Linked DNA regions of Columba livia: region 1 is linked to region 2. The links are chromatin contacts, called in public Hi-C maps. All regions are on one chromosome and are shown on one strand. Each heading gives the region's core, a stretch centred on a gene start, on an enhancer-like site or on the middle of the called end of the contact. The rest is flanking DNA. Distances are from core to core; before and after follow the strand shown.

What was found. Hi-C and Micro-C count contacts between places; a contact is called where the count stands out from the background.
Region 1: a contact with region 2 is called in a Hi-C map of liver, with 1.7 times the contacts expected there. The contact joins the promoter of RHOT1 here to the enhancer-like site in region 2. A contact is called at or near these places in 2 of 2 Hi-C or Micro-C datasets (crop and liver).

The regions. Positions count from the first base shown.
Region 1 is chr18:10,297,352-10,301,595 of bColLiv1.pat.W.v2, reverse strand. It overlaps RHOT1 (ras homolog family member T1), which reads right to left and starts at 1,548. Exons shown (of 19, transcript XM_065034930.1): 1 at 1,386-1,548. The coding sequence starts at 1,422. RNF135 (ring finger protein 135) reads right to left here. Exons shown (of 6, transcript XM_021288654.2): 5 at 4,042-4,143; 6 at 2,265-3,199. The coding sequence ends at 2,664.
Region 2 is chr18:10,253,975-10,258,215 of bColLiv1.pat.W.v2, reverse strand. CRLF3 (cytokine receptor like factor 3) reads left to right here. Exons shown (of 8, transcript XM_065034931.1): 6 at 1-29; 7 at 3,575-3,687; 8 at 4,024-4,241. Among named protein-coding and RNA genes, the nearest start is that of CRLF3, 10 kb to the left of the region's middle. Within about 2 kb of position 2,810, at least 2 of the 3 cell types and tissues checked have an H3K27ac peak away from gene starts, as active enhancers do.

The DNA of each region.
Region 1 (4,244 bases), core at 299-2,798, 45 kb before region 2:
TCAAGTATTATATAGTCTAGACTAACTTTTGGTTTCAGACTAATAAATATATATAAAAACATGTTTACCGAACAGCACTAACAGTGTAACTGCCAAGTTTTACTGATTTGTAAAACAAATTTCTCCCCACTGTTCATTACAATTCCAATAAAAATATGACATAGAGAGGCTCACAATCTCTGAGGTGTACCACGTACTATATGTTGCTATACTTAAGAGACATACATCTTCGACACTTTCAGGTGGACACATAGTGAACTTAGTTGCCAAACCAAAGCTCCTGTTACACCTGCACTGAAACCACCGTACAGAGCCAGTTCAGAACACACCATTGCCAGAGAATCAAGGCACATTGGACGTATATTCTGAAGAGGAATTCAACTGTGTATTCAAATACACTAATACATTTCTACATAAACCAAGTCTTGTAAAACTAGCCAAATACAAGCTTAACAACTTAACTCTTTCTGCATAAAACCAGCTCCCTGAGGATTCCTCTCTGAAGAAGTGACGGAGGATCTTTCTAGGCAGTACAGACAGAGCCAACCCACACTATAAAACAACTGCATAAACTGTACTTAGGAGTACTACACTCTTAGTATAATTAAGTAATTTTACTAATAACACTTGGTAATTACTCTGCATTCTTTCTCTTGTGAAGAACTTAGGCGCACTTTACAAGCTAACAAACCAGAACGTCCTTGCTGCTATTTACATCAGCAAGCAGCTCTATCTTTGAAAGCCCAGCCACTAATTTGGGTACCTAAGTGTGAACTTAAGGATATAATTTTAGGTCCATATGCAAAAGCACAAACACCCTGTATCTTTAGCGTGCATATAAATACGAGCTGTTTATTCAAGGTCACACAGTAAGCTAATGGGATCTGGCTCCGTGGCCCTGTCCTGGCCACAAGTCCACAACACTTGACTGATAAGGGCTTGGAGCACATCTGGCCACTGACTTCCACACCCGGTGAGAAAGATTTCAGGTTGGTTTCCACAACTAAAGTTTAAACAGGACACGGCCAAACACAGGGCAAGAGTTTCAGCCCAGTTTCACGTCCAGGGACGCCCAAGGAACACGCCAACTCCGCAAGCCGACTTCGTGACTTGGGGATCCAGCAAAGGGACGCGAGGAGCGTCGGCTCCCGGCCCCGCCGCGGGAGCCCAGCCCGGGGCGGCCACGGAGCGCCCGAGCCCTGCAGGGCCGGGCTCACGGCCCCAAGGCGAAGGAGCCCGGGCAGGGATGGGCGAGCCCGGCCCGCAGCCCCGGGCGCTCTGACAGCCGGCGGCATGGCGGCGCAGCGCTCCCTCAGCCCCCGCCCTGCCCCGCAGCCGCGGCCCCCGCCGTGCCCCGGGGCCGGCCCGGCCCCTCCCGCACTCACGTTCTCCCACCAGCAGGATCCTCACGTCCTTCTTCATGGCCCCGCTCCCTGGCCCCGGCGCGGGGCGGCCTCACATGGGGCTCGGGGGGGGAAGCGGAGCCGCTGCGGCCTGGGGTGCCCCCGCGCCGCCTCCTCCCCGCCGCGGAGCGGGCGCTACGGCGGCTGCCGAGGGACACACTCAGCGCGCCTGCGTGCGGCTGCGCGGGGCGCTCCGGGCTGCGCGTCCCCCTGAGATCTGCGTGGTCAGGAGGGACAGCAGTACCGGGGTGTCCCCTCTGAGGGCAGGGCTGCCCGGGGCTTCCCTGGGACGGTGACGGAGGTTTCTGCCATTAAGGAGCCGTTATTTTGATGTACCGTAATGAAGCGGTGCTGGCTGCAGGGGGTCGCCTGCCAGGTGAGCGCGTCCCACGCACAGGAACCCTCCCTTTCAAATTGTGTGTCCGTAGCGTTCAGTGACAGCCGAGAAGAGTAACCTTGAAGATTACCGGCACTTCGGTCAATGACTTCAAACCCCATGGAGCTCCATTTGTCTAAATAAGCTAGTCAAATCCTACATGCTTTATTCACATTAAACTTACTATTTCATTCTGGAGCGTCACTGCCTGAAAAAAGCTTTTGCTTTTCGGGAGCTGTTTCCAGTTTGCCTGCATGAAGGTCCTCTCAGAAATTCAGCTGTGGGTTTTGCTGGATCTCAGCTCTGTCCCCTTCACCCCACGCAGGCAACAGGGACCTCCCTGCAGCCAGAAAGACGGACAAACAGCCAGAAGCACTGCCTGTTCGCTGGCGAGGAAACTTACAGAACCTCATTTCCTCAGGTTCCTTGGCAAGAAAACACAGTCCTTGCCATGACGCAGTCCTTTTTACAGGCTCTTTAAACAATAAAGTGACCTCATGATTTATTAGCTGGTACAAACATTTGAAAACATCCACTTCCAAAACCATTCCAGTGGTCACACCACCACCAGGACTGACAATCTTTTGGCCTGGGCAAGACTAAAACAAGATACGGTGCCAGTGAGACAATGTTCTGGGAGACCTCTCTGAAGTGCCACGTCCTCAAATACAAAGTGTATCCCTGTAGTTTAGTACATAAAGAGTAAGTCTTTCACACATGAGATCAGTAACTTCATTGTCCTCTGAGTATTGCTTACTCAATCAGATCTTTCTAAAGAAAGCTCACTTGACAGAATGTAATGGCATCATCTCTTCTCCTGTAATTTCTTTTATCAATGTAGGAAAAATTTTCTGAACAGGCTTCTGAACTTTTCCGAACAGGCTTTACCTCCTGTTTGTGTGACATATAGTTAAAGATCCATTTCTTTCTAGACTATATAGCCAGAAAGCAGGGTAAAGAGGATTCGAGGTATTGATTTCAAAAGTATGCAAAAGCATTTCTTTGTCAGTGATGGAGTAAAATGACATGGTCTTCTTTTGTAGCTCCAGGAAAACTCCAACCTTCAATGGTTTATCCTTCTGTAATAATGTTTCTTGATTCCTATGCCATGCTGACAGCTGCTTTTTGGGACCTAGCCATTCTACACACCAGGAATGCTCTGTTCTTCCTAATTTGTCCTTTCTACCAATCATTTCATGGGCAACTCCAACAGCCCATCCATCACTGTCCTTGGTAATGACTTCCCAGTAGTGGCACCCAGTGGAGAAGCTCTGCGAACACATCACTTGACTGATGCAGAATCTGTTGGGCGATGGTTCATAATTACCTGGGCGGCTGGAAACCATTACTCGCCTGTTCTGGGCTGTGATTGCTAAGCGCTCATATACTCTTGTGAGATCAAAAGTCACATCATCTGCCCCTAGAAGAGAGAAAGGAAAATATTCTCAACAACAAGGCAACAAGTTCACCTCAGTCTTTACGTCCATCCTAAATAACAGTGGGTGTGCATCCCCTACTCAAGAACAGAAAGGAAAACCAATACAAATAAAGCTTAATCGAAGTTCAACCCTGCAAATCAGCAAGAATCCCCAAACAAACCCTAACAGTAACCTGTGCATACCGAAACATTTAACAGGCACAATTGAGTAAGCATCCATGACACACTCATGCACTCCAGTGGGAAGGTGAAAGCACTTTGCACCTTACAGGATGGATCTTATTCCTAACCCAAATCTTATAAAGAAATCACCCTTTTGCCAGTAATAAATGGGATGCTTACCCTAATAAAACTTACACAGTCATCTGTTCATTGGGACATGTTCTTGGATATTTTATCAGCAAAAATATCTGGTTTGCTTTTCAAGCTACAGCTGCAGTATTGTGTGTTGACTGTGGAAAATATTTCTGTAAAAATGATGCAGAATTCAGACAGCAAGTGGAGTCATTACAGCTTAACAGAATAAAGATCAGTAAGGTGTGCTAAGTGCCCACGCACCAACTCAGACTCTGCAGCCAGCACAAGCTACGACACGGCTTATATACCTCCATGAAACAGGTTGCTTATCCTTTTAATCTTGCATATGTGGTCAGGTATAGTATTGCGTTGTATGAATTCATGGTAACTTCACTGTGTTTCTATGGTTCAGGTAAACAGGCAGATCTCCTGCTGTTGTCTGTAAGTTCAGTTTTCTTCAGCAAATCCACAGTCTCATAGTCACTGGAATATTGTTACTGAAGAGTCACGCTGGCTTGCATACTTACACTGAGAAAACTGGCTGGAAATCGTTGGTTCTGGATTTTCAGCTGCAGCCTCTGGAGATAATGAGCAGACACTTGTCTCCTGATGGAAGTCTGCAAGTTGCACTAAATACAAAATATCAAAGTATTAAGGCACTTCTTCAAGATGTGAATAGAAGTATTTATACTTCTAAAGGAAAATGTACATAAAATAAACCTAGCTAGTG
Region 2 (4,241 bases), core at 1,561-4,060:
TATTTCTGTGGGCAAACATTAACGTTCAGGTAAGTGCTTTCTGGGCAGCTGTTGTGTGGTGGAGTTTTACTTCAGCTCAGCCCCAGTCAAGGTGGCGTGTCTGTGAAGTCTGAACTTCCTTCTCTTCTCTGCTGCATCCTGGCTCCTTAGGAAAACACCTGATGTTTTTGTAGGACCTGCAGTTATGTAAAACAGAGACGGATGAACTCCTGAGGGATGGTGCAATACAGCCCATGCTGAGCAAATCTGTGGGATGTGGAAGTTCCTGGAGTTGTGTAGCAGCTGTTCCTGGCAGGGCAGAGGCTGGTGGAGCTCACCACTGATTCTGTTTGACCTCACCGGGTTCTTTCCTTCTCAGACTATCCAAGTGCTTTCATGACCTTGGACTTGAAAAGGATGACAGGACAGGAAAGGATGACAGTCTGGCACTGATATCATTAACATCTCAGACAATTAGTGCTGATCAGACTGCTGCTTGGAACTGCCATTAGAAACTCTTGAGTGGAGCAAGTATCTTGTGCAATTCAAGCTTTTCATTTGACACAATGCAATAAAAAACCTCCTGTCCTTGAGATGACGCTGTTTAATGGGGTATGAGGAATGTCCTTGTGGATACATCAGTTGTAATTACAGACCTCAGAGACTCTGGAGCTTTATTCCATCTTTCCCTGGTTAAATAAAACTATTTGCTGTACAGCAGGCAATCCCCAAAGGCAATTTAAGGGGGCTGTTGTTGATATCTTTGTAACTTATTCCATGGTGTTTCATTTCTCCCTTCCTGATAACGAATTACCTGAACTTTAGATGATTGTAGCATGAGGATGTATTCAGTTGCCCTGTCTGAGATGGGATAAAAAGATCTAAGCTTTCATTTGAAATTTGTTGCTAGATTTAACATCTCTTGGCTCAGAAATGCCTGTGAAATTAGAGGCAGAACTTTGAGGTTTCCCTTGGTTCTCTTTCAGACCGATGCCTTTTATCTTCTTTTATTGGTAACACATGAAAATCTTTTGCTTTACATTTTGGTAACGTGGACTTCTCTCCAAGAAGAGATTTTTTCAGGATGGCAGGACACCAACAAACACATTTCAACAAGAACTATCATGGCACTGATCTTAAGACCGAGGACATCCTCAAAAACTGGTCGTGTTCCTCTTCCAAGGTCCCAAGAGTAGCTGCTTGTTTGAAAGCGTGTGAGATTTCCCTGGGCAGGGAGATGCAGTACTTGGCGCTCGGCTTTCTCCATCTGTTGAAACAGAAGCGTATTCAGAAGGGGATAAGCGGCTTGCAGAGCAAAACAAATAAGCAAGGTTGGTGTTACAGATGTCCGTGGAGCAGCTTGTTGTTCTTCTTGTGCGTTCAGGACAAGCACAGCTCCGCAGGGACAGGTGAAGCTGTGTGAACGCAACACTTTGTACCCACCTCAGTCATCCCCTGCGGGAGGCGTTGGACCAGCTGTAGGAAAACATCATTGCTGCAAGTCGGGATGTTTCTTTGCAGCCCTCAGGGACCCGTCCTTAGGAAAGGGAAGGTTTCTCTGCAGCGACGGGCTCTGCAGCTGCTCTACAGCGTTTTCTTGCGGTGGGGACCCCGGTCACCCTGGCCAGGCCGGGGATTTGGGGTCACGCTGCAGACACCATGTGGAGATCAAGCTGACCATGTCCGGAACCCACCACGACTCCGCTGGCAGCTGATGCGAGGGAAGCGCTTGTGATCGCTCACAGATTTACTTTTCTGCTCTGAGACAGTCGGCAGCTGGTGGTGGTTGAGCTGGTTCGGTGTACGCGGCAGTGACAGGCGAAGGTTTGCTCTGCAGCATTGGAAGTGCTGGGGAGGGACTCGAACAGCGTCCTGCTGAGCATTGTTCCTACCATGTAGTCTGTGTGCTTTTAAAAATTTGAATTGCAGGGATCACAGAGGCCGGAGAAATAACTTTATTAATGTGATAGGAAAATTCAGTGTAGCAAAGCGAAGCTTAGGTGATAGTGCAGTGATGCTCTGAACTGTTTTGGGCTCTTTGTCTTGGGCTGGTTGTTAACTGCTGAAAAATCCAGACCTGGTGGGGAGAGGAGCGGTGATCTCCAGCAGATCTGGTCGTGTTCCGGTGCACGCGGCAGGAGGAACGCACCCCTCGGCCGCTGCCTTGTCTTCCTGCAGCTCCTGGCGCAGGTGACATTATCGCTGTGCTGCAAAAAGGGGCCTGCGCGGAAATGAGCAAGTGTGGATACAGGTTGACATGATAGAATTGCTACTTTTTAATGGGTTTATAATTATGCATTTTTTTTGTCCTTCTTGTAACTGTACAAACACTTTTTTCCAAGGCAGAACTCAGGAAAGGCTCCCTTAGGTAGGGATGGAATGAATTAAGGTTCCCTCATGCATGAAGTTTACAGATAAATACCTGTTTACAAACCTTCACCAGTAACTCAGGCAGAGTTTAAAATCTAGAGTACCAAAATGAACGTGAAATCTCATGTGAAGTTGTTTTGGGAAGCACCGTGGATCGCTCCCAAGTGAAAAGCTTCTTGGATATTTATTTGTTTTAGTTTTGCTTTGCAGTGCGAGGCTCTTGCTGTCTAAATGACATTCCCGAGGGACTGAGAAACCTAACGGAGTGCAAAAGGAAAACATGGTTCCAATTTTAGCTTCCCTGTTCGTCTTGAAAGAGTTAACCCCTTGTGTGCCACTCCATCGCCGCTTCATTTCCAGCTCTTAAAAGCTTCTGCTGGAGTTTTTTCTGTTTGGCAACAACCACCTATCAGTGCTGTTCTTTCCCTGAAGCCGTAATGAAAATAACCAGTTTAACTTTCTAGAAAAGGCAGTCTGTGTTTCCCACGTCACTCGGGCTCTCTCTGAAGTGCGATTTAGCACCTTTGGGAGTTGGCAGCGCCAGAGAAAGGACCCAAACACAGCAGAGCCCTCCGGGGTGCGGGCTGTGCAGCCTCGCTCGGGGGCCGGGGCACAAGGGAACTGCAAACCAGGTCATTTGCACAACCTGTTTGCATTTTCTTTGGCAATTCTTTCCCAGGACCAAAATCCCGAATGCAGCAAGGGAGAAACCAAACTTTAAATGCCCTTCGAGGCGTTACTGCTTTTAATATCCATTTGCACCAAGCTGGTTTGTTAAAAAATAAACCAAAATATACAAAAATCCCACATGTTCCTCAAACCAAACAACCCACCACCACCAAAAAACATCAGGCTTCTGTCCCTTTACAGCAGAATACAGCAGGGCTCAAAACCCCCCGTTTTAATCCCGCATATGAAATGCTTGCTGAAAATACAGCTGTCTCGCCATAATACGTGATGTTGGCAATAGATGAAAAGACTCTTTAAGTTGTGACGGGGGAATTCTATTAAATAGCAATGAAAGTTTGCAGGAAGCAGATGGATGTTTTGTGCGGATGGGTAGTTGGAGCGTCGCTCGGTGGAGCTGGTGACGTGGGGTCTCATCTCCCAGCGGCTCGGGGGGCTTGGGAAGCCGTGGAGCGCGGTCAGAGGGTGGTGCCGCCTGCCTTTCACCCCATGTTTTGATTTAAAGCTTCAGGCTTTGACTTCACTTTTTGCTTGGTAGAATTGAAACGGTGGGACAGCCGGACAGACGAGACAGCCTGGGAGTGTGTGTGGAGCAGCAGAACGGCTACGATTCGCTGCAGCGGGATAAAGCCGTGTGCATCAGCACAAACGGTGAGTCGGAGTCACGCGATTGAAGAATGCGAGCCTTTTGGTTTGTTTTTTCTTTCCCCAAACCCACAGCCTCCGGTTCTCTCTACCTTTGGGTCACACCTGAGCAACTTCATCCACCTTCTATGGACACGCTGGTTGTGTAGTTAAAATCTTTGGTGCGATCACAGGTCTCCTTTTCCTGCCTGCAGTTATTGCAGCCTGGTGGATGTGGCAGAAAGGAACGTGGCAGGGTGGCTTTCCAGTTCTGTTTGCCCGCAAAAAAATAGGGAGCCATAGTATTGCATGTTAGTATGTATGGAAAGTGAGACATAACGGTTGATATCTCGAATGTTTCAGGGGCTGTATTTGTAAATGGAAAAGAGATGACAAACCAGCTGCCGGCCGTTACTTCTGGATCGACTGTGACGTTTGACATGGAAGTTGTGCCCCTGGGGCCTTCCAGCAACGAGGGGGGGACCTCCAAGCTTAGAGTCACCATCAGCTCCAACAACAGAGAGGTCGTCTTCGACTGGGTACTTGATCAGTGCTGCGTCTCTTTGTATTTTGGATGTTCC